Regions from separate parts of the Mus musculus genome. Here region 1 is linked to region 2. A link is a contact called in public Hi-C data. All regions are on one chromosome and are shown on one strand. The core of a region is the stretch at or near the end of the contact, and the rest is flanking DNA. Distances in the headings are between cores, read along the strand shown.

The links. A called contact is a pair of places that touch in the nucleus more often than the background predicts.
Region 1: a Hi-C map of rod photoreceptor shows a contact between it and region 2, with 4 times the contacts expected there. The contact joins the promoter of Lig1 here to the promoter of Rdh13 in region 2. A contact is called at or near these places in 1 of 39 promoter capture datasets (cranial neural crest) and 1 of 484 Hi-C or Micro-C datasets (rod photoreceptor).

What each region holds. Positions count from the first base shown.
Region 1 is chr7:13,276,409-13,280,265 of GRCm38.p6, reverse strand. It overlaps Lig1 (ligase I, DNA, ATP-dependent), which reads right to left and starts at 1,440. Exons shown (of 29, transcript NM_010715.3): 1 at 1,307-1,440; 2 at 45-118. The coding sequence starts at 61. Zswim9 (zinc finger SWIM-type containing 9) reads left to right here and starts at 1,545. Exons shown (of 5, transcript NM_177312.4): 1 at 1,545-1,622; 2 at 2,838-3,120. The coding sequence starts at 2,846.
Region 2 is chr7:4,444,339-4,448,098 of GRCm38.p6, reverse strand. Rdh13 (retinol dehydrogenase 13 (all-trans and 9-cis)) reads left to right here and starts at 2,442. Exons shown (of 7, transcript NM_175372.4): 1 at 2,442-2,652. The coding sequence starts at 2,588.

The DNA of each region.
Region 1 (3,857 bases), core at 191-2,690, 8.8 Mb before region 2:
AAACATCACAACACAAAGTGCCTTGAGCATGGCAGGGGCCTTACATAATACTTCTCTGCATGTTGGCAGCAGAAGTCTCTCCTTTCCTCTCTTGCTCTTTTTTTCTCATCAGTTGTACCTGAAAAAGAAATCCAAAGACCAGCTAAGGATATTGGCTGTGCCAGAGACTAAGACTTGGGGGAAAGGGGAACACAACTCTTAAGGAAATAAAAGAACAAGTGTATTCAGGGACTGCCGAGACGGCTCAGTGGGTAAGAGTGCCTGCTGTTAAAAAGAGAGAGAGAACATGAGTTTGAATCTCCAGCACCCATGTTATAATAATAATAATAATAATAATGTCAGGCAGGCATGGTTGTACATGCCTGTAAACCCAGCATTATGGGATAGATACAGGTGGATCTATCTTAATGGTGACTGCTCTCCATAGAATGAGAAAATTTTACTGACATTTATTTTTTTTCACATTTTTATTCTTTGAGAGTTAAGTTTCGTTATCTGCCCCCTTCCCCTTTATATTACTGAAGATAGAACCCAGGCAGGGTCTGTTGCTGCTAGGAAAACACTGTACCACTAAGCTATATCTGAAGCCTTCCTTGGCTGCCAAATGCCAAAGGCCAGCTTCCCTTTCCAAATGTCCATCCTCACCCTGACAACTTCCCTCTGTCCTCCCTGTTCAAGTTTCTCTGCCTCTTCAACTCCATATACACTAAGCAACAAGACCTGACCCTCCCCTAAGTGTCTGCAGATCTCCAGTCTTATCCCATCCGTGCCCCTTCTGGCAGCCAAGCTCACCTTTTCCCTGGCTCCTGACACTCATCGCGCCAAGCTTCTCTAGTCTTCAAATCGGACCACTATCTGACCAATGACGTCACCTTGCTTTCATTACAAGCGTCCCATAACACCAAGCATCCCACACCGATTGATAGCAGGCGTCCAGGGTGAAACACCACACTCAAGCCTTCCTTTCCGGCCCCAGGCCGCCCCTCTTCTCTTGGCGCCACTAATTCTGATGGCCACGCCCACCGCCAGGCTTTCTCCCTAGTCACGCCCTTCCAAGCCGCCACCAGTCCTCCGCAGACACCAAAACTCCTGCGGCCTTGGTCAACCAGTCAATCAGTCAGCCAGTCAGCCAGTGGCTCTCCCTGTACACGGCTCCTTGCTGCCCTCTCTCCTGCGCCCTCGGTCGCCGCGACGTCCCCATTCCCGTTCCGCTGGCCGCACCCGGAACCTGCAAAGCTCACTGGCGACAAGCGCTCGGCACTCTCGCCGACCCCAGCCCCAAGCCCGTGCCCACGTCCCCACTTGCCTCTCCAAATCACTTTGCCGGACGCCGCCACACTCGCTCACTCGCTCGCTCGCTCGCTCAGAGACGCAAACCCGAAATCCCCAAATTCGCGCCACACAGATTTCGCGCGCACTTTGGCGGGAGGGGGCGGAGACGAGCAAGGGCGGGGGCCTGCGAGTAGCGCGTGCCGCAACTATCGCCCGGAGGCTGCTGGGAGTTGTAGTCTCTAGAGCGTGAGGCAGCCTAGAAATGGGACAGAGTGGGGAGAGGGAGGGGCGCTGTCCCGCACAGCATGCTGGGAAGCGGCCCCAAGCCTGTCCTCCCTGTGGATGAGCCGGTGAGCCTGCGAGGTCGTAAGGGTGACAGTCGGGGAGAAGAGAAGGGTTGGTGGAAAGCCACCTTGCCAGGCACTAGGGGAAGAAAGGCGGGATACCGCGCGGGGCATCCCGGGAGCAAGGGCCGGGCTGGGCTTGGGCGCGAGGCATTGTGGGAGGTGGACGCCGCTTTGGGTTGGGTAGGTGAGTTGAGGGGGAGGGGGCCGGAAGGGTGCACAGCTTTAGGAGTGGAGAAGCACCGCTATGTGGGATGGTCAGGCCGGGAGGAGCAGCGGAGAGACAGGTTGAGAGAGTCTCGAGAGGTGGGAACTGGATAAAAGGGGCTGTGCAAGGGACAAGAGGCTCAGCGGGACGTGGGGGCCCGGGGGAGCATTAGTAGTGAAGAAGCCCATCTGAGGACAAGGCGCCGTGTCCAAAACGAAGATACACATTGAGAATAGTAGCAATTTCTGGGAAGAGGGGACTGCAACTTGGCCCAGGAGGAGAATAAGTCTTAGGAGTATGGACCAAAGATGACTATTGGTGACACTTCTGAGTTGAATTTGCCACAAGTGGGCCACACCCCTGTAGGCGAATGATCCCTGACTGGACATGGGCAGCACATCTGGAGATAAGAGCATCTCTGGGAAGCAAAAAACACAGATCAAAGTAGCAGTTCAAGGCAGTCATATCTGAGGGGCAACAGCTGCACATTTGATACACCTAGGGAGAAGAAAGGTGTATGAGGATTATGACTGGGATGAGAGATTCATGCCTTAGCTATGAGAGTAGATATGAGTTACACTCAAATGTAGACTTGTGGGAAAGGGAGCTACAGATGAATGGGACTACTAGATATTATCACCAGGCATAGGACTCACATCTGGAAGAAGGAGAAATCTTAGCAAGAAGCTGGGAATACATTTGCAAAGATGCTCACAGCTGAGCTAAAGGCAAGATATGTAGAACTGATTCCATTTGTACCTAGAGGTCACATCTAAGGCAACTGGAACTAGGATTGAAATTGATTAAATGCCAACTGAATCTGGGAAGGCAACAGGTGAACCACAAAAATGGGATGGAGATTCCTATCTGGAAAGCAAACAATGAAACCACTTTGATTTGTCTGAGACGTACCTGAGGCAGCAGTAGCTGATAAGACAGTCTGATGATGAAATTGTGGTAACCCAGGTGGAGATGGGTCTGATGTCCAGCTCTTCTCCCCACTTCTACTCAAGGTCCCAGGATGGAGCTGACAGAGCCCTTACCGAGCGCAGCCGTGCAGAAGGAGGAACAGGAATTGTTGGATCGAACTTTCTTCTCTTGGGCTGAGTTCAGCCGCTTCTTCGACAAGTGGTGCCAGCAGCGACTGGTAGTCTTCTCGGTGAAGAGCTCCACACGTGTGGCACGAAGCCCCTGGGCCAACACGCCCCCACTCTACAGGCTTATCCACGTGCTCAAGTACAGCTACGTGCTGCTGGTGTGCAAGGATGTGCGCATGCCCAACAAGTCCACAGCGTGGTGCGTGAGCCTGAGCTGTGACCCTACAGGGGGAGGGGAGCAAGGGGTGAGCCAAACAGCTTCCAACCCACAGGTTTAATACCAGGGAGAGAAGCCCACTGATTCTGCCAAGTACAGAAAAGCCAGGCAGGACAGATTCAAGGAAGGATACTTACTGAGATGGAGTCTGAGCCAGGAAATAAATAAGACTCAATACAAAACAACCCAGACTTGATATACAGGGTTTAGTAGAGGCCATTGTAGAGAGTGAGAGGCATACTGAAACAAGCCAAAAGACAGGGGAGAATTGATTGTCCCCCAAATACCAGAGCCAGCTAGCGAAGTTGGTGGGCCAGGTCTTGCACATCTACAAAAAGCAGCCTGGAAGACTGAACTGTGAAGAAAGCCATAAGAAAGGAAGATATCTCCAGTCAGTGTAGAACCAGATCCTGTTCTGGGAGCTGGGGTTATTTTAGATTAAAATCTACCCATCTGGAACTTTCTGACTGACCAGAAGATTCGTGTTAAGAGTAAGTTTGTAGGTAGTTCCTGGCAAATGGGTAGTACCACCAAAGGGTTGGTAGATAGTTAAAAGAGAGCCACTTGGGACTAAGGAAGTCTTCCTTGAATATAGGACATGACAAAACCATGCTTCTATGTAGCAAATGGTCAGCTGCTGGAATTCCTTTAAGAGTTCTAGTTTCTGCCTTAATCTACTATTTACTGCATCATGCTCAGAGCTCCGCTGTTCTGTCCTG
Region 2 (3,760 bases), core at 1,193-3,692:
CACCCACTGTGGTTTTTCTGCTTGTCTTCTTCTTACCATTTTAGTCAGATGAAACACCATGATCAAAGCAAGTTGAAGAAGAAAGGATTTATTGACTTACATGTCCATATCATGTTCATCATCATAGGAAGTCAAGACAGGAACTCAAACGGGGCAGGAACCGGGAGGGAGGAGCTGATGCAGAGGCCGTGAAGGAGTGCTGCTGGCTGGTGTGCTCTCAACATTCTTATCTTCTAAGCTTCCACAGAGCAGCCCACTAAGCTCTCAACACTCAAAGGCCCAGAGTTCCAAGGTTCTTTCACAATCCTCCCTGAAACACATGGTCAGGTCTGTCACAGCAACACCCAACTCCAGGTGCCAATTTTCCAACCACGGTCTTTCCAAGTCCATTGTTTCACTGTCATTGGAGTGTCATTCTTCAGGATTCTGGTACACACTGAAGACCAGCCTCTTGGACTGAACAACTACTGAATTCTTTGGTCATTGGTAGACAGCCATTGTTGGACTAGCTGGATCACAGCCTGTAATCCTTTCTAATTATCCTCTTCCTCCCCAACTCGCTTTTGGTCATGGTGTTTTATCATAGCAATAGTAACCCTAACTAGGACACCTCCTCACATTTGTGGTAGATGAAGGCTCTCAGACATTTGAAAAACACTCTTTTTAAATGAAAAGTTATTTATTTATCTTATGTGTGAATGTTGTACCTGCTTGAGTTGTCTCTGAGCCATTTTTGTGCAGTGCCTGGGAAGGCCAGAAGAGGGCGTCTGAATCCCTGAAACTGGAGTTAGACATGGTTGTTGGGTGCTGGGGTCCTCTGCAGCAGCAGCAAGTGCCACTGACCTACCTTTCCAGTCCCAGGAGAATCAGCCTTTACTGTTACTGTCAGGGAAACTGTGTGGTAAGGATTGAATTCAGTAGCTGTGCTTGGAACACAAGAGGTGTTAAGTAAGTTGCAAGAAGTTGTGAGTGAGCACTCACAAGTGCACACTAAGGCCAGTTGTTCTTTTTTTCTTTTGGAATGACCAATCATTTCCTAAGTATAACTTCTTACAAAGGGAATGTCTGGGTCAATAGTATACACGGATCATCCTGTGACAGGTGTCTGACTAGACTTTCAGGAACACCAGATAATTGACTCCCACCAACAGGGAGTTTCCCCTGATCCTTGCCAACACTGAATATTTATTATAATGTTGCCAATCTGATAATTGAAAAATATTTATCTCCTTGTCACCTTCATGAAGACAAACAGGTGTCAAGTGTGCTGACATTTTCTAGTGACAGGATGTATTTGTCCACTGTCTATAGCCTTTTTCCTAACTTCCTTTCTTTTCCTTCCTTCCTTCCTTCCTTCCTTCCTTCCTTCCTTCCTTCCTTCCTTCCTTCCTTCTGTCCGTTCGTCTGTTTGTCTGTCTGTCTTCCTTTCCTCCTCTCCTGCTTCTAGACACTAACACTTTAGTATGTTTTAAATATATTATTCTTTCCTTTTGGTGTATAAGTGTGTGGACACATACATGCCGTGGTGGAAGGTCAGAGGACAACTTTTGGGAGTTGATTTTATCTTTCCACCATGTTCTAGGAATCAAACACAAGTTGCAAAGCTTGTATGACAAGTGTCTCTACCCCATGCACCATCTCACTGTTGTTTTAAAGCCAGTATCCTTCTTTTCCTTCAAATCCAATGGTCCAGGTCTCAGTTTCCTCCCTCAGATCCAAAGCCCACACCCCAGACTTCCACTCTTAAACACAAGAGTCCAAATCCTACCCTTCTCCCTCAGACTCAGGAATCTATACTTCACCCTCCTCCCTCAGACCCAGGGGTCCAGGTCCCAGCCTTCTTCCCTCCTTCACAAGGCCTACACAGAAAGTGCTACCATTAACTATTATTTAGAGGAGAAAAACCATGGTTCATTCTACAGGGTCTCGATGTCTGGAAATGGAAATGCTTGGTACCAAACTATCTATCTATCTACTTTATTTATTTTCTTCCTCCCAGATAGTATTCTTCTGCATGGATCTGGCTTCCTAGAACTCCCTCTGTAGAACAGGCTGGCCACAAACTTATGGGTTTGCCTGCTCCTGTCTCCGTAATGCTGGGATTAAACGCGAGCACCACTACCACCCAGCTACTATTTTTTTTATTTCTTCCTTCTTTCCTTCCTTCTTTCCTTCCTTCCTTCCTTCCTTCCTTCCTTCCTTCCTTCCTTCCTCCCTCCCTCCCTCCCTCCCTCCCTCCCTCCCCCCCTCTTTCTCTCTCTCTCTCTCTCTCTCTCTCTTTTTCTTCCCGAACTTCAGGACGCCCTTGGATTGGTTGAGTGTGATGACATTTGATCTGGTAGCTGACACGCCTGTCAACCTCGGCCGCATTCCATCTCCAGAAACTACGTTTCCCAGCATTAAGTGCGCCATGGGCCTACTTCCTAAAGCCCCGCCTCCACATCTGGTCACTCCCCATAGCCGGGTTCTGGTGGCTGTGTGATTCCACGTTCACGCTACTCGAGCGCACGTGGGTTCCTGGGCAGCGCGTTCGTCCGCGGAGTGGCCTGGAGTGCAGACCCACGGACACCCTTTTCCCCAGCCTGGGATGAGCCGCTTTCTGCTGCCGGTGTCCGTAGTGGGCACGGTGATCGGCGGCACCGTGCTGCTCAAGTGAGTCTGCGCGTCTTCTCTGCGCGCTTGGTGGTAGGTTTGCGACAGGGGAATGCCAAACAAGGCCAGAGAAGTATCCCTTGTCCTAAGTCCTCGGACGAATTCTTCCCGCTCACTAGTATGGCTTTTCCGGGAGAGGAGGGCGGGTCACCTCTTCAAGGTCACCTAGGGAGAAGGGGTGGAGCATGGATCTTGTGCTCATTTTATCTCTGGACCACTCCTTCTCTACCCTTTCCTCTTTGCCCAGCCTGTTTGCCTCCCCTTCCTTCCTTTCTTCCCTTTCCTCTCCTCCCCCGTCCTTCTTTCCTTCCTTGCGTTTTTCAGACTGGGTCTCACCATGAAGCCTTGGCTGGCCTGGAACTCGTTATATTGACCAGGCTGATTTTGAATTCACGAGAGATCTGCCTCTGCCTCCTGAGTGCTGGGACCAAGGACATGCGTGTCTGTCACCGCTAACAGCTTACATGAGGTGTTTCCCTCCCCGCCCCCCCCCCCCCCGCATGTATGCATATGCTATGCTTTCGGAGGTTAAAAGAAGATGTTAGATCCCGTGGAACTGGAGTTATTGTGAGTCACCGTGTGGGGTGCTGGGAGCTGATCCTGGGTCCTCTGTAAGAGCAGCAGTGCTCTTACTGCTGAGACATCTCTCCAGCTTCTTGATGTATACACACCCGCTTCCCAATCATTGTTCTCCAACTTCCATGGACCCCTTCTGACACATGCTCCTTCCAACGTCATGCATTCTGTCTGTCTGTCTGTCTATCCATCCATCCATCTATAGACAAGGCAGCATGTAGCCTAGGCTGGCCTTGAGCTTGCTCTGTAGTCGAGGATGATGACCTTAAATTCCTGGTATTCCTGCCATTGCCTCCTGAGTACTGGGCTTGCAAGTGTGTACCACCACTTCTGGCTATTGTCTTTTGTTTTTATAAAAGTATGAATAAATGATTGTTACCTCTTGGAGATGTTCCAACGTATAATCCTTTTCTGAGGCCATGACGAGGACTCCCGTGTGTTTGGGTGCTTTGGTGATGGATGTGAGCTTACGAGTGCTTTGCCCCAGCTCATAAATCTTGAGGCAGGCACGAGGCAGACAGAACTCACTGTG